Linked DNA regions of Mus musculus: all the other regions are linked to region 3. A link is a contact called in public ChIA-PET, Hi-C, HiChIP or PLAC-seq and promoter capture Hi-C data. All regions are on one chromosome and are shown on one strand. The core of a region is the stretch at or near the end of the contact, and the rest is flanking DNA. Distances in the headings are between cores, read along the strand shown.

Evidence for each region. Promoter capture Hi-C pulls out the DNA fragments that hold promoters and counts their contacts. Hi-C and Micro-C count contacts between places; a contact is called where the count stands out from the background. ChIA-PET counts read pairs in DNA pulled down with a chosen protein or histone mark. HiChIP or PLAC-seq counts read pairs in DNA pulled down with a chosen protein or histone mark. Capture Hi-C pulls out chosen DNA fragments and counts their contacts.
Region 1: a promoter capture Hi-C map of pancreatic islet shows a contact between it and region 3. The contact joins the promoter of Pnma1 here to the promoter of Dlst in region 3. A contact is called at or near these places in 2 of 39 promoter capture datasets (neutrophils and pre-B cells) and 1 of 9 other capture datasets (pancreatic islet).
Region 2: a contact with region 3 is called in a Hi-C map of CD8 T cells, with 4 times the contacts expected there. The contact joins the promoter of Entpd5 here to the promoter of Dlst in region 3. A contact is called at or near these places in 2 of 39 promoter capture datasets (both in liver), 1 of 484 Hi-C or Micro-C datasets (CD8 T cells) and 2 of 9 other capture datasets (adipose tissue and pancreatic islet).
Region 4: an RNA polymerase II ChIA-PET map of memory CD8 T cells shows a contact between it and region 3, with 13 read pairs. The contact joins the enhancer-like site here to the promoter of Dlst in region 3. A contact is called at or near these places in 6 of 39 promoter capture datasets (the 3T3-L1 cell line, the C10 cell line, hippocampal neurons and 2 more), 1 of 484 Hi-C or Micro-C datasets (embryonic stem cells), 2 of 115 datasets of contacts at active chromatin or transcription factors (large pre-B cells and memory CD8 T cells) and 3 of 9 other capture datasets (embryonic stem cells, liver and macrophages).
Region 5: a contact with region 3 is called in a promoter capture Hi-C map of adipose tissue, with 3 times the contacts expected there. The contact joins the promoter of Flvcr2 here to the promoter of Dlst in region 3. A contact is called at or near these places in 1 of 115 datasets of contacts at active chromatin or transcription factors (large pre-B cells) and 2 of 9 other capture datasets (adipose tissue and liver).
Region 6: an H3K27ac HiChIP or PLAC-seq map of microglia shows a contact between it and region 3, with 8 times the contacts expected there. The contact joins the promoter of Zfp410 here to the promoter of Dlst in region 3. A contact is called at or near these places in 1 of 115 datasets of contacts at active chromatin or transcription factors (microglia) and 1 of 9 other capture datasets (macrophages).
Region 7: a contact with region 3 is called in a promoter capture Hi-C map of neutrophils, with 2.5 times the contacts expected there. The contact joins the promoter of Erg28 here to the promoter of Dlst in region 3. A contact is called at or near these places in 1 of 39 promoter capture datasets (neutrophils), 1 of 484 Hi-C or Micro-C datasets (CD4 T cells), 3 of 115 datasets of contacts at active chromatin or transcription factors (bone marrow-derived macrophages, memory CD8 T cells and pancreatic cancer cells) and 2 of 9 other capture datasets (adipose tissue and liver).

The regions. Positions count from the first base shown.
Region 1 is chr12:84,147,174-84,150,585 of GRCm38.p6, reverse strand. Pnma1 (paraneoplastic antigen MA1) reads left to right here and starts at 2,097. Exons shown (of 1, transcript NM_027438.3): 1 at 2,097-3,412. The coding sequence starts at 2,659. It overlaps Mideas (mitotic deacetylase associated SANT domain protein), which reads left to right. Exons shown (of 13, transcript NM_001163501.1): 13 at 1-1,418.
Region 2 is chr12:84,407,299-84,410,700 of GRCm38.p6, reverse strand. Entpd5 (ectonucleoside triphosphate diphosphohydrolase 5) reads left to right here and starts at 1,672. Exons shown (of 16, transcript NM_001026214.2): 1 at 1,672-1,731. It overlaps Bbof1 (basal body orientation factor 1), which reads right to left and starts at 1,633. Exons shown (of 12, transcript NM_028377.3): 1 at 1,446-1,633. The coding sequence starts at 1,519.
Region 3 is chr12:85,109,127-85,112,309 of GRCm38.p6, reverse strand. It overlaps Dlst (dihydrolipoamide S-succinyltransferase (E2 component of 2-oxo-glutarate complex)), which reads right to left and starts at 1,477. Exons shown (of 15, transcript NM_030225.4): 1 at 1,351-1,477; 2 at 779-812. The coding sequence starts at 1,413. It also overlaps a transcript of Prox2 not described here.
Region 4 is chr12:85,659,324-85,662,458 of GRCm38.p6, reverse strand. It overlaps the pseudogene Gm33312. Among named protein-coding and RNA genes, the nearest start is that of Batf, 26 kb to the left of the region's middle. Within about 2 kb of position 1,373, at least 40 of the 459 cell types and tissues checked have an H3K27ac peak or open chromatin away from gene starts, as enhancers often do. A contact at or near this core is called in memory CD8 T cells, where this site is marked.
Region 5 is chr12:85,744,554-85,747,950 of GRCm38.p6, reverse strand. It overlaps Flvcr2 (feline leukemia virus subgroup C cellular receptor 2), which reads right to left and starts at 1,412. Exons shown (of 10, transcript NM_145447.2): 1 at 362-1,412. The coding sequence starts at 1,099.
Region 6 is chr12:84,315,100-84,318,630 of GRCm38.p6, reverse strand. It overlaps Zfp410 (zinc finger protein 410), which reads right to left and starts at 1,772. Exons shown (of 12, transcript NM_144833.4): 1 at 1,457-1,772. It overlaps Ptgr2 (prostaglandin reductase 2), which reads right to left. Exons shown (of 10, transcript NM_029880.3): 10 at 2,799-3,531.
Region 7 is chr12:85,823,111-85,826,487 of GRCm38.p6, reverse strand. Erg28 (ergosterol biosynthesis 28) reads left to right here and starts at 1,595. Exons shown (of 5, transcript NM_021446.3): 1 at 1,595-2,017. It overlaps Ttll5 (tubulin tyrosine ligase-like family, member 5), which reads right to left and starts at 1,568. Exons shown (of 34, transcript NM_001081423.3): 1 at 1,402-1,568; 2 at 1-35.

The DNA of each region.
Region 1 (3,412 bases), core at 848-3,347, 960 kb after region 3:
TTCTATAACGCGTGCCTTCACAGCTCAGCCCCAAAGTGCCACTTAGGTTTCCCAAGGTTCTTTTCTATTTAAACCATATCTGGCTCAGGCCCCTTGGTGGACAGGTGATAGCAGCCACATGAGATCCTTCAGCCACATGAGACTCCTCTGCTCAGTGGTACCAACTAATCCTTAGAAATCTTAATTAAAAACAGCAAAAAAGCAAGAACTTTTCTAAGTTCACAGAGACCAGATGACTATAGCCGGGGTGGGGGTGGGGGGATAAAGATGGTACCTTTAGGTAGTGATCCCACCAGACACTGTTTTAGAGGGGCCCATGCTCCAGCGCGCCCGTGTGGAAACTGAACTAGTTCAAAGCGGAGATGCACGTGCGGCCGGAGGCTGGCGCAGGCGCGTCCTTACTGGTGCTTTCTCGTACGAACACACTGGGCTTGGCTTTTGTTGTTCTTTCTATTCAGAGCTCCCTGTTTGACAATAACGTCCCTATACAGTGTCACCCTGCCTGTCCCCCAGCTTCCACCTGCATTCAGAGAAGGCCATGACACTGACCGTGCCTGTGTTCTGGGCCATCTCTGAGGTCTCTTGCCCTCACTGCTGTCCTCCAAGCCTTCAGCAGCCCCCTTAGAGCTAAAGTACCCACCCACCCACCGTCCTTGCCGCCCCACCTCCCACCCCGGCACAGAGGCCCTGTGCTCATGATGTCTAAAGGGATTGCCTATATTTAACTGCCTCAGTCACCCAACCTCTTTCTTCTCATGTGCCAGATGTTAAAGACAGAGGAGGAAGAGTGCAATAGTACTCAAGCCTCAGCTGTTGAAATGTTTTTATTGGGGCTCACTGTTCTGGGTTATTATTTATTACTAGACTGGCAAAGCCTAACCCCTTAGGTTTTTACAGGAAGTATGCATATTTTTATATAAAAACAGTTGTGTCTAACCCACATTTGGCTGTGTTTGTTGCCTCAAAAAAAAAAAAATTGCAGCTGTTAGAACTTTTCCTCATTTGTCTCTTACGTTAAAGGCCTTGCTGGAGAGGATGGAGCACAGAACAGCCTTGACAGTCTGTAATTAGTGTACAAATATTTTAATAGCATAAAGTAAGTATATTCCTTTTATTTTGAAACAAAATGGTCAGACACTGCCTTTCATGTGTTTGTTGCCTGTGGCACTCTTTTTAAAAAAGACTGTTACATATTAAAATAGTGTACATATATATATATATATAAATATAAATATTACCTCTTTGTGTACAGTTGTGATAGACCAGACTGAAAATTTTATTTTTTGTGTGCTTTTTATAAAAAAAAAATTAATACACTAAAGAGAATCTTGCTGTGATTGTAATGTACCTATGTAACTTATTTACTTTTGAATGTTCTGTATCTTAAGACCTTTTATTAAATAAGGTTTTAAAAAAAATTCATTGTTGAATACCACATTCTTATAGGGGTGTTTTTGCCGTCTGGGACTGATAGGCCTTGTTTTGCTTGAAGAGAACTTACCCGCCTTTTCGGGGCCATAAACATTCTGTTTTGCTATCTTGTATACTCAGTAAGGATAAGAAGGCAATATGTTTGCAGTTTGCCTGGCTACAAAGGTAAGTAGTCACGGGGTTTTGTGTACACACACACACACACACACACACACACACACACACACACTTTAAACAAGAAAGCCAAGTCAGACACTCACAGGAACCAGTAGATGGAATTCTCTTTCCTAGTTTTGTGGGGAGGAACCAAGTAGTTGCAGAGTGGGATCAGGTGGTTCCCGGAAGTCAGAGTTAAAGACTGAATTCATAGAATGGATGAGCAATATGAGATAAGTCCGTCGTGGTAGATGCGTATCAATAAAGCCAGCTTAAATCCACGGCAAAATTAAATAAAGCATGCGTAGCAATAGCTAAGAAAGAATCAGGGAAGGCGGGGGGGGGGGTGTAAAAAGAAATGCGCCGTCATAGAATAGACTCCTCAAACCCCTTCTTGGCACCATAGCAACCGCCAGATCCTCTGGAGCCCGCGTATCTCGCGTCGTCATGGACACAGTTGTCACGGTGACACTGGGGGAGACAAGCGGACCGGTTCCGCCCTCCACTGCAGCTGCACGCCGGCCGTTGCGGGAGCGCGCGGACATAAGCGCTAGGCAGAGCTGCCTCCAGCCGAGTTTCTCCCCCATCCCGTGCTTCCTGCCGCTTGGGTTCCCGGTGCTCGGAGTGCCGCCTCTCCCCACGTAGCCAAGCCACGGCCTCGCGTGACCCTCAGCCCGCCGGCGTGCCGGGGAGAGGTGGGAGGAGCTGCCACGCCCCGCGACCGCACCCAGCCATCTCCCGCCCGGAGTCATCAGTCTTGAGCCCACCTTGCTCCCTCTCTTTAAGCGGTGACGCCAGACACAGCTGCAGCCAGTTCAGCCCTCCCTGCCCGGACCAAAGGGGGCGACATTCGAGTGATAGGCGGAGTGTCCCGTGGCTCCCGACCCTGACTTGGGACCCGGAAGGGACAAGAAGGAACTCTGGTGTCTTTTGGTAATTGTGGTTGCCTGAAGCTTGTCGCCCCCTGGCCTACCGGGGGAGGAGAGCATGTTGTATTGTCCTAGGCCCTATAGCCTCGTGAGCCAGTCCAAGCAGTGTCTGTAGAACTGGCACTTTTAATAGTTGGGTGAAATGGCTATGACACTATTGGAAGACTGGTGCAGGGGAATGGATGTGAACTCTCAGAGAGCTCTGTTGGTCTGGGGGATCCCTGTGAACTGTGATGAGACCGAAATTGAAGAGACCCTCCAAGCTGCGATGCCCCAGGTATCCTATCGAGTGCTGGGGAGAATGTTCTGGAGGGAAGAAAATGCTAAAGCAGCCTTGTTAGAGCTCACTGGGGCAGTGGATTACTCCCTGATACCCAGGGAGATGCCAGGCAAAGGAGGGCTCTGGAAAGTGGTGTTTAAACCCCCCACTTCCGACGCAGTTTTTTTGGAAAGGCTGCACCTCTTTCTAGCTAGGGAAGGGTGGACCGTGCAAGATGTTGCTCGTGTGCTTGGGTTTCAGAACCCTGCTCCAGCTCCAGGCCCGGAAATGCCAGCAGAGATGCTCAACTATATTTTGGATAATGTTATTCAACCTCTTGTTGAGTCCATATGGTATAAGAAGCTGACGTTATTCTCCGGGAAGGACATTCCCGGGCCTGGCGAGGAAACCTTTGATTCCTGGCTGGAGCACTCAAATGAAATCATAGAGGAATGGCAGGTGTCGGATATAGAAAAGAGACGGCGGTTGATGGAGAGTTTGAGAGGCCCCGCTGCTGACGTCATCCGCATCCTCAAGACCAACAACGCCGCCATAACGACCGCAGAATGCCTGAAGGCTCTTGAGCAGGTCTTTGGGAGTGTGGAGAGCTCTAGAGATGCACAGGTCAGATTTCTGA
Region 2 (3,402 bases), core at 423-2,922, 700 kb after region 3:
AGACCCAGGCTCGAGCATGCTAGGCAAGTGCTCTGCAATCCTTTCTCCTCTTTCACTCAGTTGTGAGCCTGGGTCTCATGTTCTACACGAAGACACAATTGTTGTATATCTGTCCTCTCCACAGCCTTTGTTGCTATTGTTTTGTTTTGCTTAGTTCTTAGACAAAGGATCAGGTTACTTGGGGCAGGTATGTTAAGTACTTCATTTGTTGGTAAGTACTTCATGTTAAGTACTTCAATTGTTGGTAACACATTATCCCAGGCTTTAAGGATGCCTGAAAAACACACACCATAGTCATTGATGCAGAGATGGGGGAAAAAAAAAGTAAGACCTTGGGAATGTAGACATGTAGAAGCAGAATGTACAGTAAGCATACATCAGGTAGAAGTAGAATGTATAATAAGCATACATTAGGAAGAAGAAGACTGAATGGTATGCATACATCAGGTAAAGTTAGAGTGCATGGTATGCATGTATCAGGTAGAAGTAGAAGTAGAATGCATGGTAAGTATACATCAAGGCCCTAGGATGGATTCAAAAGGTAAAGTCCTTTGAAATAAAGATTGCACCAGCATTAACAAAACACTGTGGTACAGAGCTGGAGAGATAGCTCAGAGATTAAGAGCACTGACTGTTCTTCCAGAGGTTCTGAGTTCAACTCCCAGCAACCACATGGTGGCTCACAACCATCTGTAATGGGATCTTCTGGAGTGTGCCTAAAGACAGCATACAGTGTATGCATATAAATAAAAATAAACAAATCTTTTTTAAAAAGAAAGTTACTCTCTTAAGTTACTTTGCTGGAGATGGTACCTAGGACCCTGCACAAGAAGCACTCTATCACTGAACTACACTCAGACTTGTTTTTAAAGACGAGGTCTCCATATGTAGCAGTGGCTGTGATCTCCCTGCCTCAGCCTCCAGAGCAATGCGACCAGAGGTGTGTGTTACTTAACTTGTCTCCAGAGAATTCACATTACAGTCACAAGCTTAAGCGATCCCTTTGCATTTCTCATCTACGGCGTTGAACTCCTTGTGTGACTCCAAAGTCCTGAGGAACCATCCTGTAGCCCAGTCATTCTATTGACATTCTAGCAACAATTCCTAGGGACCATCCATGGGGTTAGCGCTATAGCTGTTCACTCTGTGTCTCTGTGTGTGGTGTTTGTGTGTGTACTGATCCGTCCAGTTAAATCATTTCGCGTGCTCCCTTTGATCCCAAGAGGATTCCTGAATGACCCAAGGAACAACTTTAACCACTCAGACAAGAGCTAGAATAGAAAAGAATGTGTTTATATCAGTCTCACAATGGAGAGCTCTCAGATCTTAGGGCCAATCAAGAATGAACAGGAGCTGTCCACAAAAGCCTGACAGAGGCATCCAGTTAGCGCCGCAAAATGACAAGGGTAGGCAGGGGGAACGGGGAGCCTCTGCGCTGCTCTTACTTTGGTTCTTTGCCTTTGTTTTTGCCTTTCCTCTTGTCTTTCCTCTTGTCTTTCCTCTTGTCCTTCGCCGGCATCTTGACTTCTGCGGGAGTCTCACCGTGCTGGTGTCCTGGTGGCCGCCACCTGGGCCGACTCCGTCTCTAAGGAAACCACCACGCCGAAGGGCTAACGTCCTCCGCGCCGTTGAGGGCACGCGGAGGGCGCACGCGCGTGACGTGACCGCGGCGAGGGGCGGGGCGGAGATCGCTCCGAGGCGGCGGGCGTCCGCGCCAGGGCGGCGCGCGCGGTGAGTGTGCACGAGCCTCGGCGGCGCTCCCGGGGTTGGAGCCGGGCGGGAGGCCGGGAGCTCGGCAGGGGCGGGTGTCGGGCGCGGGGCTGCGGCGTCTTAGCCTCCCACGACTTGTCTCGCGCCCCCTGAGGCTCCATGGCCGGCGGCTCTCCGACCGCCCCGCGCGCATCGGAGCGGCGCCAGTGAGGCTTGAAGCGCTTCCAGTCGGGCGGGCGGATCTTCCAAGCCTCTGGCGCGGCCACCGTGGCGGTCCTGCCCGCATCCCTGCTTCTGTCTCGGTGGCGGCGCCCTCGCTGCCCGCCTCATGCTTACCTCCCCTCCATCCTCGCTTCTGTCTCGCGGGCTCCCTGGAGGACAGTGCACCCGGGGACATCCCAGGCCAAACGCTTTCAGGGAGGCAGTTGACTTTTCCGAGGGCGGTGGCTTGAGTGAGGCTGTCAGCCTCCGAGGGTCCGCGGGCTCCGGTGCTCAGACTCTGGCTCCCCTGCCTGGAGCGGTGTGGCGGGGGGGGGGGGGGGGGATCGTTGGTCCCCGGATCTAGGTGGCAGGTGCTTGGCTCCAGCCGACCGCCAGGTTCCTGTTAGTTAACATCGCCCACATCCTCTAGTGCCTGAAGTCCCATTGCTGCAAGTTGCATAAAGTTGCAAGCACTTGCCTCGCACCCGGGTTCCCGAGGAGTAGTACTCCATCCAGTATTCTAGTTGGTTCAGAAGAGGAACCCTGTGATTATGTCTTCATTCACTGAGCGTGAGTGAGTCATTACGGAAGACAGGTATTGTGGCTGCCTTGTCAATAGGCTTGGGAGTGAAGCGCGGTTCTGCTTTATCACTCCGCTTCAAATTTCATTTAACATTTATTTTGAAACATCATTGTTAGAACTCCTCCTCCCCTCTCTCTAGGGAGACCTTAGTTACTAAGCCCCTAACTGTAAGGTGACATCTTTGACCTCTAAATCTCTCTTTTCCCACCTCATCCCCCCCCCAGAGGGCGTGGTTTGTGTGGTTTGTAAATTTTGCGGTTAGAGTAAGCAAGTAGATTTGATGAGAGACCTTGGAAACCGTTTGAACCTTCTGCTAGCACGGCTATGGCCTATTTTGACTATATTTCTGGTGACATGCCATGAACTTATGAGTAGAATCACCTCTACATCATGTACCTTCCCTTAGATAATGTACATTACCTCTGAGAAGCAATCTATAAAGCACCTATTGCTAACTAGCAGAAAGGGAGTAGGGGCATTTTCTGTCATAGGTATGTATATTTAGACTTTTTATTTATTTGTTTGTTTGTTTGTTTTACAAAAATTGGTTGTAAATAAAAGCCAGTCCCACATTTACCATTTGAATATACTTCTACAGATTATCTCAGACATAAAATTTTGACTTAAAATAAAAGTGTCTTTGTTTATTTTTTTCACCGTTATTTTTATTTTATATATATGGACGTTCTGCCTGCAAATCTATGTGCTAGGTGTATGCAGTGCCTCTGGAGGCCAGAAGAGGTCGTTGGAACTTGAATTAGAGATGGTTGTGAGCTGACATGTGGATGCTGAGAATCAAACCTGGGACCTCTGGACTAGCATCCAGTGATCTTAACCCAGAGCCATCTCTCCAGACCATCACCCCCTCTTTTGAGATCCAGCCTCACTATGTGTGTTTTCCTGGACTA
Region 3 (3,183 bases), core at 228-2,727:
CCGGGCATTTCCCAACCAACCTGCAACTCCAATTACAGGGGATCCCACACCTCTTCTGGCCTCCGTGGGCACAGAATGCCAAGTGTGTACACAGTACACATAAAGAAAAATAAATTTAAGGGAAAAAATATCTAAACTTCCGAAAGCCTCTACACCATCATCTTCCTCGAGATACTGTTTCCTTTAACTAATGGCTTCTGACCAGTCACTTTGTTTCCAATTCCAAAAGAATGCCACACCTGTTTCCTTCTTCACTGACTTCATGCATTCTACCCCTTTCTTTCTCTCTCTTCTTCTTCTCTTCACTGACTGTCACATCCTGCAAGCCACAACTTTAATGTCACCTATTTAAACCTGTTCTGTCCATGTTTCCAAACACTTAGATGATTGATGATCAGCAATTTACACCATGCCTTTCCCTTACGCCTCAGGCTCCTGGAGGACAAGACTTTTTGCATTGTTGTATTTCTAACGAGCATCTAGCACAGTGCCCTGACAGTGTAAATTCAGTAACCGTGGGCCGCTGGTGTTGCTCAGTGGTTAAGTGCTTGCCTCCCATGCCCTAGCTTCTATCCTCAGCACCACAAAAAGCTGAACAAAACCCAGTAAGGATGCGCCGGGTGAGTACATGACAGCAGTTATACTTAAGGGAGTCTTTTGCTTCGCATCTCTCTGAATTCATTGTCTTTAAATACCATGAGAAGAAACATCAGATTTCCTCCCATGCTGCTCTGCCCACGAGAAGTGCATTTTAGGTGACCGCAAGGGCAGAACTTACCAGGCAGGGAACGTCTCCCTAGAGGGCAGTTCCCCTGTTGAGAAAGAAGACATTATCGACGTCACCCAAAATGAAAAGAGGGGGGAAAAAAACAAACAAACATTTTTTTTAAGGGCACGTTTATCGTGCTGCTGACAGGTAATGACACGTTTATCGTGCTCTTAACTCCGAAAGTAGACGCAAAACACCGAGTCGGCCAAACTCTGTCATCCTCCCCTGAGCCTGCCAGGCGCTAGTTTGGAGACCGCGAAGAGACAGGCCGCGGAATACGGTTGGGGGCCGTGCCTCCTCTCTTAACTCTAAGTCAATGTCGCTGCGGGCGCGGCTCCCAGCCCCGGAGCAAAGGGTTCGGGACAGCGGGAAAACGGCCGGCGCGGGCTGCCTGGGAGAGGACAGGGGCTCCGGGGCTCCGTACACGCGGCTGGGCGGCTCCGCGGGCGTCGGCAGCCACCGCGTCCCGGTGCCCTTGGTGGCCGGCCTGGCCAGCACACAGCGTCCCTGCCCTTCGGCCTGCCCGTCCGCCCACAGCCATGTTCGGCACCCATCGGAGCCCGGGCCCCGCCAGACAGTACCTTCTGGAAGGCAGAAAGCGAGCGGCTGAACGCCCGGGACACGCAGCGTGACCGGGACAGCATCGCGGAGGCAGCGGGATGGAGGGCGGGCGGACACCGGATACAGGGCCCGGCAGCAACCGGAAGTGAGACCGGCCGCGGCACCAGCCAAGCGGCGAGGGGTGTTCGGAGCGAACCACTAACCGTGCTGGGTGCCGGGCGGTGTGAGCCGGGCTCGCATCCTTAGCGGTCCCAGCGCGGGGCATCTGTGGCGCTGTCAAGAGAAGGCCAACTTGGGTTAGTATTCTTCGAGGACAACCATCCGGCCACCGGAGCGCCCCCGGGTTCAAGCCTTCCCTGCCTTTCCTCAGAGCTGGTTCTGTTTGGCGCCGTTTTCTGCTGCCCCCAAACCTAGCCTTTCTGCCTCTGCATTCTAGGAAGAGAGGGAAATGGCTAGGAACTTAGATCTCAGGCCGGTGATTAGGCTTATGTGGACTTGGGCAGGTGGGTCGCGATCCTTTGGAGGGTCCAACGACCCTTTCAGTGGGATCACATATCAGATATCTAGCATACCGGATAATTACATTACAACTCACAACAGTAGCAAATTTACAGTTATGAAGTAGCAACAAAATAATCTTATGGCCCGGGATCACTACAAGAGGAACTGTATTAAAGGACCTGTAAGACTTCACCAACTAGCCCCACTGTGCTTTAGCTCCTGATCTTCTCCCGCCCCTGAGCAAACTCTCCAGCCAAGCTAACTGTGCTCCACCCAGCTTGTGAACTCTGGAAGTTATTTGCTACCCAACTCTGGGAATGTGACATACTAATCTTATGGGGGTTACACTTTTGTTCAATGTCATGCCCCATTGGCAGAGGTTGTAGAAACGCTTGTAGGCTTCCTGCGCCCCCTCCCCCCGCAGCTTTGTGTATACCATTCTGCCCATTGCCTTACATTGAAAGCGCTTGCCACCCTTACCCTGCTTACTTGCTCGCTCTTAAATCCCTAGGCCTTTAACCCTGGCTTCCTAACAGAAATAGTATTCCATGAGCTCAGCTGAATAAATATCAAATTAATGTCTGAATGAATAAATGAACCACGTAGTGCCTTTGATTTTTTTTTTTTGAGTTATTTTGCCTAATTTTCAAAACCTTCACAAAGCCTCTGCTCACCAAACCCTGGATCCAATGGCATTGGAATCTCTGAGCCTTGGGCAGAAGCCCTGATTAGAAAGAGAGACATCATCTGTCCCAGCTGCCCTCACTATTGAGCCTGTAATGCCCTTCATCTGTTTCCTTCAAAGCTTCCTTGTAGCAGGTCTAAGACTCCACTTTCACTCTCTCCACTCCGCCTTCACACCTCTGTCAAAGATCCTTTGTTAGTGTAGAGTTAATCCTGCCACTCCCCTGCTTAAATTCTTCCAGTTGCTACTGCCTGCCTGTCTATACAGCCCAAACTCCTCAGCTAGCCCAAGCACCTAATTATCCGGCTCGTGGCTTCTGAGCTCTCATTTTCACAGATACTGAGCCATAATTCGCTGCTGACCATCTGCCCCGATCCCCACCTCACTCCCGACCCCACCCAATGCACTATTTCATTCCCCATGTTTGCGTCCGCTGTTCCTTCCTATTTATCTAGGGGCTTTTTAATTCCCCTTTAAATCTCTTCCTGAAACCTTTCCTATTCCCCTCTGGCAAAGTGAGCAGGTACTTTATGCTTCCTTCCAAAGTAGTGTGTCTCTGTCACTACAGTGCATCACTACTGTGATGACTTGCTTAGAACTGTCTTGAAGCTGGAGAGATGGCTCAGTGGTTAAGAGCATTCATTGCTCGTCCAGAGGCCCAGAGTTC
Region 4 (3,135 bases), core at 124-2,623, 550 kb before region 3:
ACAGCCTTCCAGACACACTTGCTTTTAGAAGTCCTGTTCCCAGCAGGCCTCCATAGGCGCCAAAATGGCGGAAAGAGACAGAAAGTTTTGTAATAAGAAATAAGTGAATCAGCTGGGCGTTGGTGACGCACGCCTTTGATCCCAGCACTTTGAAGGCAGAGGCAGGCAGATTTCTGAGTTCAAGGCCAGCCTGGTCTACAAAGTGAGTTCCAGAACAGCCAGGGCTATACAGAGAAACCCTGTCTCAAAAAAACAAAAAAACAAATAAACAAACAAAAAATCAAAGTAGGTGAAGAGAGTATACCCATAGCTCAATCATTGGGGAATTGGAAGCCAGCCTAGACTACTAAACAAGGTGCAGTCTGAAAACAATGTGGAAAAAAAAGGAAGGAAGAAAGGAAGAATGGAAGGGGGCTGGTGAGATGGTTCAGCGGGTAAGAGCAGACTGCTCTTCTGAAGGCCCTGAGTTCAAATCCCAGCAACCACATGGTAGCTCACAACCACCCGTAATGAGATATGACTCCCTCTTCTGGCATGGCTGAAGACAGCTACAGTGTACTTATGTATAATATTAAATAAATCTTTGGGCCAGAGCGAGCAGGGCTGACCAGAGTGAGCAAAGGTCCTAAAATTCAATTCCCAACAAGGTTCACAACCATCTGTATATCTACAGTGTACTCTTTACAAAATAAAAGAAAGAAATGAGCCGGGTGTGGTGGCGCATGCCTTTAATCCCAGCACTAGGGAGGCAGAGGCAGGTGGATTTCTGAGTTTGAGGCCAGCCTGGTCTACAAAGTGAGTTCCAGGACAGCTAGGGCTACACAGAGAAACCCTGTCTCGAAAAACAAAACAAAACAAAACAATTAAACTATTATAATTCTATCATCTAGGGAGACATAAATTTAGATACACACATAACTCGAATTTTTATTTTATAAAACTGACATCAGTCACAATATGCAAATTAGTGATCTGCTTATAAAAACACAACACATGCATCCCCATGTATGTATATGTTTTGTGCCTCTGATGGGTGTGCATAAAACAGTCACCCCAGCGTGTTTTACTTGCTCGCCTTGGACCCCTCAAGGCCAGTGCTTACTGTATCCAGGAGCGCAGAAACGGGAGCAAGGAGGTGTGCGCAGTCAGGAACAGTGTTCTCTCGGGCTGTTGGTGCCTCTGGTGGGTCTGTTTCCTGGGGTCTGTACAGAAGGGAGCTGGGAAGCTTTCTATCTGAAAATACTCCACGGTGTGTGCAGGTGTTTGGAGTTCCGTTGAGTTTCATCAAAATGAGTCACTGAAGGTGTGAACGGGCGGCCAGGTTGAAGGAGTTACCACTTCCTGGTCCCATCCGGAGACACCCTGCACCTCAAACAGAAGCAAGCGCCTTTCACATGGGCTACCAGGCAGAGGCAAACTGAGCCTTTCGCTCTCCAAACCACTTCTTTGCTTACCTCCCCCCCCAACCCCCCAAGCAAAGGCTAAGTTCCTCTAGTCAGCGGCTCGCTGTTGGGTGAGCTTCAAGCCAAAAACCCACTGAAAGTTCAGCCACGCCTGAAGGGAACCTTGAATGACAAGCGAGCCGGTACCAGGTGAAGAGGCCCCACCACCTGCATCCAGGAGCCAGGCTGCCTTATTCACACGGAGAGGGGGGGGGTGTGTGCCATGGCCCCAACAGAATTTATTGTCACATGATTCAGAAGGAGGCCTGTCTGGATTTCAGGCCCTTACATCCTGACTTTCTGTTCTCTGGTAGCAGGGCACCAGACCTTAGCATGACTGACTCCATGATGGAAATGCCATTCAGGCTGTAAAACTCATTGTGAACACACCATCACCTGCCAAAACTAAAACAAAGGCCTAACCCATCAAAGTCCACGGCTCTGGGAAAGTCTCAGAATGTAACTAACCTTACTTTTTAGTTTCTGTAGTTCCACTTCTGGCGAACTGCTCTTGTTAGCTGAAGTATGTCAACCCAAAACATGGGGTTTGTGCTTTAAAAGCCCATCCCAAGAAAGGCTCAGGGCTACACTGGGATCCCGAAAACCCAGTGTTGTCACTGGCTGGCTAATAAAGACTTTCTTTCTTTCTTTTTTCTTTTTCTTTTTTTTTCCCCAGAAACAATGGTGACTTAATCGCTAGGCACAACAACTAGAATCCTAATCTTGTAAGCCATATTCAATCTAAATCTTCTGGTGGCAAATCCGGGTGGATTTACCATATAAATTGGGGGATACTAGTAGCTACATCTTGCCTCTCGATATCCCTGTCCAAAAAGCCTAATAAAGACTTTCTATTGACTTAAATTTGTGTTGGAGCAGTCCTCTCTGGTGACTACCTGACAATGACATGAACTGGTCTAAATGGAGTCAAAGTAAAGATACAGAGAAGTTAATTAGGAAATATCAACTATGCAGTTCAGTGGGAGCAAGAGGAAGGAAGCCAAGAAAGATGATAGCCTTTAGGGCCACAGATGGGAAGATCACCAGGAACTACCACAGTCCCATGACACATAATATATTGTTTTGTTTTGTGGCATGGTCCTATGAAACCCAAGCTGTCTTGGAACTCACAATGTAGCTGAGGATATCCTTAAATTCCTTCAGTGAACAGAGCTAGGAAAAGGCAGAGGCAGGCGGATTTCTGAGTTCGAGGCCAGCCTGGTCTACAAAGTGAGTTCCAGGACAGCCAGGGCTATACAGAGAAACCCTGCCTCGAAAAAACAAAACAAAACAAAACAAAAAAACAACCCTGTGTTTTACAAAAGTGCTGGAACCACAGGCATGCTCCACCATGTCCAATTTATGCAATGCTGGCAAACCAAACCCACAGCTTCATGCAAGATGCCCTCTACCACGTGAACTATTGCCCCAGTCTGTGATGCAATGACATCAGCAGCTTTGCCTTGAATAAAGAGTTAAGGAACAAAGAACATTGAAGGAAGTGCTTTGTAAGCTAGAACACATGTCACTATCTTCTCTTTGGGGGCTTATCATTGTCTCCATGGCAACTGGGCAAGCTTCCCGGTCTGCCTCTCCACCCTATCCATGCCCAAAGGATAACTGCATGGCTTGTCATCTCTGCCCTCTTAGATGGCTTGCAATCACATAAAGATGGAGATCCCCAACCTACAAC
Region 5 (3,397 bases), core at 163-2,662, 640 kb before region 3:
ATTCCTAAAATTGGTGGAACTGGTGTACTGATAAAGGCTGGGGAGAAACACCATCAAAAAACGATCATATTTTAATTAGTATGCTTCCTACAGGCTAGGAAAAACTGTGGATGAAAGAAAAAGTCCTTTGTTTGTGACCCCCGCCCCATTAATCTTCAATGTCACTGACAGTCACAATCACCCAACTACACTGTCAGTCCACACCCAACCACAAAGCCACCCAAGAGTCATAAAGTCTGTGAACCAGAAAACTACAGCTTCTCTCATCGTCAGGTACCCTCTAACATACTCAGCCCCATCATGGTGAGATGCTCTCTCTCTTTGGAACAGCCGTCCACACACACACCCGCCCTCTACTCACCTGATTGCCAAACACAGCCACGGAGCAGGCTGTTGAAACCTCATCAGCTCCAAACCAGACCGAAGCAATGCGTGAGGGCATGCCCAGAATGAAGACCTGTGCCACAGAGCAGATGACCTGACCCACCATTGTGACCGGGAAGAGGTGAGGCTCTAGGCTGCCCAGCTTTACCCAGGCTCCCAGGCAATTGAGAGCTGAGCCGGTGATAGCGATGGTTCGAAGACCAAATTTCTCCAGCATCCAGGCCACGGGCAGGAGCAGAGGGATGTAGGTCAGCATGTAGCACATGGACAGCCAATCAATGGCAAAGGCACTGACACCGTAGAAGTTCATGAAGATGTTATTGATGGAGCCGTACTGAATCCACTGGAAGGCATTGCACAAGGAGTAGCAACTGAACACCAGGACCACGACCCAACGACGCTTGCTCACCTTGATCACGCTGTCTTCTCTAACCAAGCTACTATGATGGGTCAAACCGCTGGGTTGAGCCAAGGTACTGGGGAGTGCTGAACTGCTGGGACGGACAGAGACGCTGGGGTCGATGGAGACACTAGGATGGATGGAGACACTGGGGTGGCCTGAGACGCTGGGGTGGCCTGAGACGCTGGGGTGGCCTGAGACGCTGGGATGGATGGAGCCGCTGGGCTGGGTGGAGTAGCTGGTGTCCATCTGGAATTCCGACTCTGGCGCAGGTCTGTCATTGCTCTCCTCCTGGTTGAGACTTTCATTCACCATGACCACAACGAGCTCCTGAATCCCAGGCACGTACTGACTCCTACAGTCTTATGGGTCAGCAGCCTTTTGCCTGTCCCCCTAGAGCTGAGGCAACACTTCTCCGGGAGCGCACCTCTGTTAGCGGAGAAATCGAGATCTCAGGTTCCTACGATCACTCCCTAGCAAACTGTTGTCCCCCAAGTTGGCCGCAGACGCCTTGCCACGCGTTCCAGGCTGTCCAGATGAAGCGTTGACCGTCCTGGAAAAAGTTTGACTCCTGAACAGCGAACTGTGGCAGGGCGAGCTCGGTTTGCTCCCGGGCAGGCTGGGGCCTCGCCCCCTCGGGCGCACGTGACCGCCCCGCCCCCCGGCCTGCCCGGCTCCCCACGCCCCTCAACCCCTCCCACCCAGGATCCCCTGCCTCCTTGAGCGGGGCTCGCAAGGCGCCGCTCTTGTTTCGCCATAGGTTGGGGTGTACATTCCTCTCCGACGTCCCCGGTGTCATGGAAACCGCCCGGTTAGCCCCCACCCCTACACTTTCCCTAAATTCACTTGTCCCCCCCACTCCCAGAGGTCTTCGTTGGTAAATGAGGACTTCGCCTCACGCCCTTCCGAGGTCAGAGTCTTCTCGGGGCCAGCGGGCGTGCACCGAGGCTCGGAGTCCCTAAACTGCTCAGGGGGATCCGAGAGAGATCCCTACCTTCCTCTCTTTTGCTGGGCTCTCCAGGTGACAGTTCAGTGTGCCTGGTGAAAGGAATGCTTGCTTTTCTCAGAGACCTCCCAGCCGACAAAGACTTATTTTGGTGAACTCGTATATGAACTTGTTTAGTGTCTGACGGGTCCCTGAGGTCTCCCACTAGGGAACCCCGCGAGCCAAGCATAGCCTGGAGGGAAAGTTGTGGAACCAAGTCTCTGCGCAGGCTCTGGGAGTGAGGCAACGAAGTGACTCATACAGCCTCGTAGCCCTCCGCTGCCACCTACCGATCCCCTGAGCGTCACCTCTTAGCCTGGAAGCAAGGCTTTCAGAGAAGGAATGCTGGCTTGCGCTGGTCCCTACAACTCCATGGGTTCACAGTGATAAAGAACCCAAAATTTAGGTTGGATTCCGGTTTAGCGACTTAGGCGTGTAACAATAGGTCACTGAACACCACTTCTGAGCTCCCGTTTCTTTTGCAAAATGTAGATGGTGAAATAATGGCCCTTAGAAAAATCCAGCCAGGCGTGGTGGCACACACCTTTAATCCCAGCACTCGGGAGGCAGAGGCAGGTGGATTTCTGAGTTCGAGGCCAGCCTGGTCTACAGAGTGAGTTCCAGGACAGCCAGGGCTATACAGAGAAACCCTGTCTCGAAAAAAAAAAAAAAAAAAAAAAGAAAAATCCCTGGCTGATAATTCGTTCAACAAATGTTTCCTATCCTGCCAAAAGGCTAGCATTTGTTGCCACGGGGTAAATGTGCTTCATGGGTGAGCATGCCGGGCATTCTATAATGTAGTTACTATTGCTTGCCCTGGGTGTGTGTGTCTGTATGTGTGCATGTGTATGGTGTATGTGCAGGCACTCAAGGCTTTGAAAACATCGAGCTGTAAGCTCTCGGCCTTCTTGCCTCGTGCTATAGACAAGAAAACAAGCCTTTTAGAACTCAGTTAACTAAGGTCCCAGCTGGCCTGAAAAGTCATACTTCCCATCATTCAAGCTACCACACAGTTACATAAGAGCAGTCTGAGCTGCAGCCTGGGTGGCTCCTGGAAACCTGGTGGTGTTTTTGTTTTGCCTTTTTTGTCTGTTTTGGCTTGGTCTTTTTGAGACAGGGTTGCTCAGGGTAACCTTGAATTCCACACCCTCTCAATCCTAAATGGTGAGTTTACAGGTGTATATCACCATGCCCGCCCCCCTGCCAAGCTTGTTTCAAGGGAAGATTCCCAGATCCCCAGGTTCAGCCCAGAACTCCTGAATTAGAACATTTGAACAGAATCTCCAGGTGATTCATGTGTGTTCACACGTTGAATCTTGAGGGACACTGCTTCCTTGTCCTCCCCGACCCCCCCCCCCTTTTAAAGCTCTGCAGTGGTGTTTACAACTTGAGTCTGCACATTAGAATCAAGAATAGGTGATGGCGAAGAGAGATGGTTCAGGGTTTAAGGGGGCTTGCTGCTTTCTCAGAGGAGTTGAGTTCAGTTCCCGCACTCACACTGAGTGGCTCACAACCATCTGTAGCATGAGGGAATCTTCCAGCCTCAGGCACCTGCTGACCTGTGAGCACATGCACGGATGTAAATGTAAATAACAACAACATGCTGACCTGTGAGCACATGCACGGAT
Region 6 (3,531 bases), core at 523-3,022, 790 kb after region 3:
AAATTAGTCATTATTGTGAGTTTAAATGACTGCCATACAGGTTTCCAGTGAGCACTGGATAAATATTCAGACAATAATTCAGAGGATAAATAACATGACAAATGATACCCAATTCCCTACCCCTTCACTCTGACTTTTCAATTCCAAACTTTCATTAACTGCTTATGGACTAATTCTGCATATATATCCTCAGCATGTCAAACCAAACCATGTCTAAACACGGATTATCATCTCCCCTACCAAACCTGTTCTTCTTGAATTATCTTTTATTTATTGCCCAATCTTCCCACTCAGCTGCAAATTTTACCTAGCAGTGCCTCTCATCCTACATGTTTTAATAATCCCAGCAATTAATAATAACCAGACCCCAAAGTGACTCCTGTGATGCTGTTTAGATTTCTCAGTATCTTTCTGCTTGTCACTCTCCATATGCAGTTTAGTATCTCAGAATAATGGCCAGCCCTTAACGGTAAACCTCTTCACTGACATACTCCTCCCCCCACTGCCCCCCCAAAAAAAACCTTAGAAATTGTGGGATTTACCTAAATTTGACACCTACTGGGATACAAAGCTCAAATTAGAACCACATTTTCTGATGCTTGGCTGCCCTGTATCTGCCACAAAGTGTAATTTCTCAACGCCAAACACCCAGAATTGCGCGTTTTGACCTCAAACTATGTTTTATTCTCTTTACATATGTTCCACTGATCTTTGTGTCTAATGTAATGTAAATGTATGAACTCTTAACCCCAAATCAATAATATTTCACTCCCAAATGGTTCCTAAGTACATCTCAGAGCCTCATGAGCAAGTGAGATAAAGTTTAATAAACTAATTGGATCGTCTTCTTTTGAGAAACTTCAGAGAACAAGTTGAACGAGCAAAACACATCCTGGCTGCAAACACTCGCTGCCCACACACGGGCCTGAGGTGACAGGCAAAGGAGACCCCAGAGGTCCGGCTCTGGTCCGCAGACGTCCCTTCCCTATTCCAGCCCAAGGCAGAGAGTGGACCCAGGAAAGGTGCCGGCAGCCCTGGGTGAAACGCGGGCAGGGCACCGCTGTCAACCCTTCCCGCCAGCACAAAGGCCTCAGCCGAAGGCCCTTAGGTCTGCGGGCGGGCCCAGCCGCGGGTGCAGTCCGGAGCCTCCGCCCGGGGGACTCGCTGACTCCCGCGTTCTGGGGGGGCAGGCTGGTCTCCAAGCTCCCTCCCTCAAGAACAAGCAAAGGAGGAGAAACGGTGCGCCCCAGATCCCCAAAGGGGTTAGGGCCGCAGCCGCCGGGCTTCGGACCGGTCGCTCCCCGCCCGCTAGACGCCTGGGGGAGTCTGGGGGGACGGCTTCCTTGCGCCCTTCGGGGGCGAACCCGGCTCTAGATCCCCAGACCCCATAAGTGGCTTCCTTTCTCGGCGGGACCACCTACCCGAGCGGGGGTGGCTACACTAGCCTGGAGCTCACCTTCCAGTCTCGGGCAGCCGTCCGTCCGTCAGTCAGCCCCGAATCCCGTCCACACACGGCGTCTTCCGGCTCCCGCCGGAAGCAGCTCCAGAGCGGGACAGGAAGTTTGGCCGCCCCCCATCAACATACCCACTCGCTTTCTTCTCCGCCCGCGGGTGTTTCTCAGGAGGAGGCGCTGACTCTTGGGCCGCTGCTTGAGAGCGATCCTTCGCTCCCCGCTACATACACACGCATACACAGCCCGAGACACACACAGGGTTCCCTCCCGGCCGAGGAACCGCAGCGCCCCGTCCCCTCCTGTCTGCCCTTCAGGGTTCTCAGGTCCGCGAAATCTGAAACCAGGTCAGTGCAGTCTAGCCGTGACGTCACTGCCTTCCCGCTGAGCGGAGCTGTTCAGCAGGGGCCGCGGCGGCTGGGATGGGTGAGACGGCGCGGGGTGGAGGGTAGCTTTCTCCGGAGCTGAGGACCTGTGACAGCTCCCGAAACACCAAAAGCCCATGAAGAGCACCTGAAATGTTCATGGCCCAAAGAGGGACCTGGAAATCAAGCCTTGCATTGCCCCTAGGACTGGGTGTGAATTTAGGCACACGTACAGCGTTAGAAACATTTAAGAATTCTCCAGAGATCTTGGATGCACTGACTGAGGGCTCAGATAACTAAGTTCCAAGCTGGATAATAGTTCTTGTTGAAACTTTCGAGTTTGACTGCATGAAACTTAAGATCTGCAGTGGTGGCACACGCCTGTAACTCCAGCAATCCCAGTACTCCAGGAGTTCCCGGTGAACGAGGGCTACATAGTTGAGACCTTGTCCAAAAAAACAAAAAACAACAACAACAACAAAACATGATGCGGTGTGGAAGAGTAGGGGACTAAAGATAGTGCCTGTGAGATATAATGTTCTCTGAAGGCGCTCATTTTCAAGTTAGAGATAAGCCAGGAGTCTGGATGAGCTAGGGAGTCATAGTTTTGGTACAAAATGTTCCGGGAGAAAACATTTCCTCGATACAGTTTGTCCTGCGCACTGAGAAGCATGACTGTGATCCCATTTGAGGATGGCCATGACAAGGACAACTGGCCTACACAGTATCTGGGACAAAAATCTTGGGGTGGCAAGGAGATGTTTACTAGGAGCTAAAATCCTAAAATTTAAGAAAGGATTAAAAAACAAAGATTTACCAGTTACCACTATATGAAGAGATGAAGAACTGTTCAGAAAGAAAAACTGGGGTCCAGAGAAAGTATGTAAAACAAGGTTAGAACGCTGCAAAATTTGATTTAGTGGCTGCTAATTTGTTTTGCCTCTAAAATATATTGACTGTAAAAAAAAAAAGTGGTCATAAGTCATACTCAGAAAACATCTCCAGTTTTATTTTTCTAAAGGTTGAGAAAATTAAGAAAACAAATGTGATACATCAGTATATCTGGAATAGTCATGTCTATAACCATTGGTTAATTTACTTAATCCTATAGCTTTCTGGAGCTTGATTACTTGGGGCTTGTTGTGGGAAGGTACCATTGGGGATTGACCTCAGAGCCCCTAGAGTACTGATCAGTGTTCTGCCCTGACCACTCCGACTCACTTTCATCAGTGAAACTCTTAGTGATGTTTATATCTATTAGTTCTCCAAAGTATAAGCCCAGAATGGGGATACAGGCCTTTAACACTGGCACTCGGAGGCAGACAGCCAAGTGGATATCTTTGAGTTCCAGGCCAGCCTGGATTACATAGCAAGCTACCTAACAGACTCTTGTCTTTAAAAAAAAATTCCTAAAATAAACACAAGCTTTTATCAGCACGTAGTAAGTTGTTAGGCTTGCTACTCAATTAGTTGTTTGGCAGAACACAAACATCATCCCTGGATGTAAACCTTGTCTCTGGAGACTCCCAACCACTCATTTATCTTCTCAGACCACTCCCAGCCCAAAACGTCCTACCCCAAACTGTTCCACAATCTGTAAATACTCCCAATGCTGCCCGAAATCCTATGTACTTATGCCATTAAGTACAGACAGGCTGGAGAGGTGGCCAACACTAAGAGCATCTCCTGCTCTACCAGAGGATCTGCATTCTAGA
Region 7 (3,377 bases), core at 346-2,845, 710 kb before region 3:
CTCACTGGATCAAACAATTTGGATGGCACAGACTCCTGTAAGAAAGTCAAAGGACTTCAAAGACAATGCAGTTGCATACTTCAGGATTTTTTGCATGATCTTTAAGATGAAAAGAAATATATTCCTGAGTATTTTCCAGTCTCTAGAAGCTTACCTTCTGCCACAGTGCACCTCACATATCACAAAAATCAAGAATTTTTTTTCTGTGTTTGTTTGTTTTTGTTTTTCAAGACAAGGTTTCTTTGTGTAGCCCTGGTTGTCCTGGAACTCACTTGTAGACCAGGCTGGCCTAGAGCTCAGAGATCTGCCTGCCTCTGCTGGGATTAAAAGGGTATGACACAAAATTTTTTTCAAACAGATACTGTCTCTGCTGTATCTAAAAAGCTGTTACTGAATTTGAGTCGTTTTATATAATAAAAGAGCAAGCACCAAAGGAGAGGCTTTAGGGCACTGATGTGGACAGTTGATAAGCCTATGTTTAGAAAATTCTTTGCTAAACAAATCTGACCAGGATCAAAATAAAAATCCAAGGTTCAAAACCCTTGCCAATATTTATACAGACTCTACCACAAGCAAACAGAATAAGCTGTTATGTTTCTAGGAAAACCAAATCACCCGAACTATTAATAAAAGGGTGGTGAAAATATTTCTCCTCAGCAGGGATCACATAAATGGCCGGGGAAAGGGGAAGTCAAATACTCTAATTATTGGTACTTTTTTTTTTAATCACACATTTTAATCCGGATATCAAGTAGACACATAAAATTAGGAAATCTCCAATTCCCAGGCTTCTAACTTCAAACACTTTCCATAGAGAAAAAGTTTCATGTTCGTTATAGAGAAAATAGAAACGTTTAGGGAAAACGCTTAACCTTAATGTCACTACTCAAAGATAATCAATTCGTGGCAATTCTCCAAGCTTTTGCTGGTCTGTGCATTGACTTATACAATAAGACTCTCAAAAACAAAGCAACTGCAGCAAGCAGCAACAGTGACTAACCCCGACCCTACACATCTTCAGCAGAAATGAGTAATACCAAACAACCTCAATGATTCTTTTCGGGTGATTCCTAAAGGAACTTCTCGACCTTACCCAAAAATGCTTGAGAGTCTTTTAAGTTAAAACCTTCAGGGATGCCCACCTTTCCTCGGCTCCCTGAAGAGTAGAACGAGATAAATGCTCAGGAAGTCCTTGCCCCTACAGGGACCAGCCGCCAGCTCCAGCCCAGCACACCCCAACCCCAGGCAGCTCCGCAGGCAAGGACGCGGCGACTCTGCCGCAGCGCTTCTGCCCAGCACGCCCGGAAGCCAACAGCTGCTCCGGAGCTCGGAGGGAAGCGCAGCGGCGCCCGCCTAACCCTGGAGCGCACCTCCCCGGAGCGCGCCGGCGCAGGCGTTTACCTGTCTCATCTTCTCACGGCTCGGGGCCGGCAGGCGGGGACCACGCTCTGCTTCACCTCCCTCCTCCTTCCCCAGCCCGAATCAACGCAGCCGCCGAAGGCTGCTTCCCCCGTTACTACAACAACCAACAAGCAACCGCCCGCTAAGAGCCACTGCGCAGGCGCCCGCCAGCGGCGCGAACAACGCTCGGCTGCGGGCGCTGACGGATGGCGTCACCACGGCGCGCTCAGACACCAGAGCCAACCCAGGCTGTCACCAGAAGGTTTCTTGGCTCCTTTTTCTCTCTGCGTTTTCCCCACCCCTAAAAGACTGACTCCAAACTCAGAGTTCCGCCACGCTCGACAGAAGGGTTTACCGCGTGAGCGGCGTAGCAGGAAGAGGCTCAGGCGGCGGCAACTGCTGATTGGCAGCAAAGGAGTTCACTCCCTATCGCCTGCTCGAACTGAGCCAGCGTAGCCAATCAGAACGAGGACTGACAAAAACAACCCAATCCTGGAGCTGGGCTGAGGGAGGGGGCGGGAACAAGTGGCCCAGGTGGACTTGGGACCGGAGCTGGCCTAGGGAGAGCTGGTTTGCGGATGCTGCTGATACTGCTGCAGTAGTACTGGATCGTCAGGTAGGAGAATTTGGAGTGGGATGTAGCACCCGAGTAAAACTATCTGCAAAATTTAGGAAAGTGGGGGTTGCCTGGAAAGCAACCGGAGGTGGTGGTGGAGGAGTCTAGAAACGATGTCCAAGAGGAGGTGCTAGGAAAATGGAGATTTGGTCAATTCTGGGGATGGGTGAGTGAACGGGCAGTCGTTATGAACCTAGCTCTGCAACGAGCTTTCACTTTTCCTCATGTATTATCGGGTAACCCTCGAGATAGAGGCTTATATCCCCATTTTACGGATGAGAAAACCGAGTCTCTAGAGTCTCACTGGCTTGTCTGAACCCCTCAGATATGAGTGGTGTAGCTAGGATAGGAGTCTGCCTCTATTGATTGTTAATTAGTATCGCATCCATGCTGACCTGGGCAAGGGTGTACCCCACCTCTCTCTCCACCTCATAACTCCAAGGGAATGGGTTTAAAGAATTGGTAGAGTCATACAGAAATGCTCTGGTGTGTTTTCATCAGCTCTGGGATTTCTAAGATCTGTGAAATAAATGGAGGGTGTAAGTTCTACGTTCTACTGAAAGGGAGTGTGTGCGGGGGCGGGCTGGGGGGATTTTTAAATAACCCAAGCTGGTGTTGAGAGGAGAAAGTAAAAAGAAGTAGATTGGCATATGCTGTAAGTGTCTGTGAAGATCAGCACACCCCAGCATCTCTAGACTGGGACAGTCCCCGTTTGAGACCTCTTTCCTCTGGGTCCACCCTTTCTCTCCTGGAGCCCTTTATAGTTGGTTTTTCGTCATCACTTCACTTGATGTCTATATACACTGGGTAGTAGGGAATCATACTGAAACATTACCACAGTGATAAGGGAAGCCTGATAGTTTCTTACAGCTTTCAGGCCAAAGCAGTTAGCCTGACAATAGGTAAATGAAGGGCCAATATGATGGTGGCTATGACAAATTGTCTCTGTGGGATCCCTTTAGAGCTGATGGAAATCACTACTCAGCGAGGCTTGAGCTAAACAAAAAGTACCGAACCTAGCTCTCTCTCCTACCAGCTTCCTCAAAAAATGGGAACTTTGCTGCACCTGGCCGCACCCACCTTTAATCCCAGCACTCAGGAGGAAGAGGCAGATGGATCTCTGTGAGTTCCAGGCCAGCCTGATCTATGTAGAGTTCCAGACTAGCCACATAGTAAGACCCTGTCTCTAAATAAATAAATAAGTAAATATTTTTTAAAAGATGAGAACTTTATCAAAACATTCTATGAGGGAGTATTGCAACAGAGTCCACAGACCCTGGCACTCAGCCACATATTAGCTATGTTACCTAAGCAAATCACTTAGCTCTTGGTTCTGATCCCCATCTGTAAAGTGGAAATA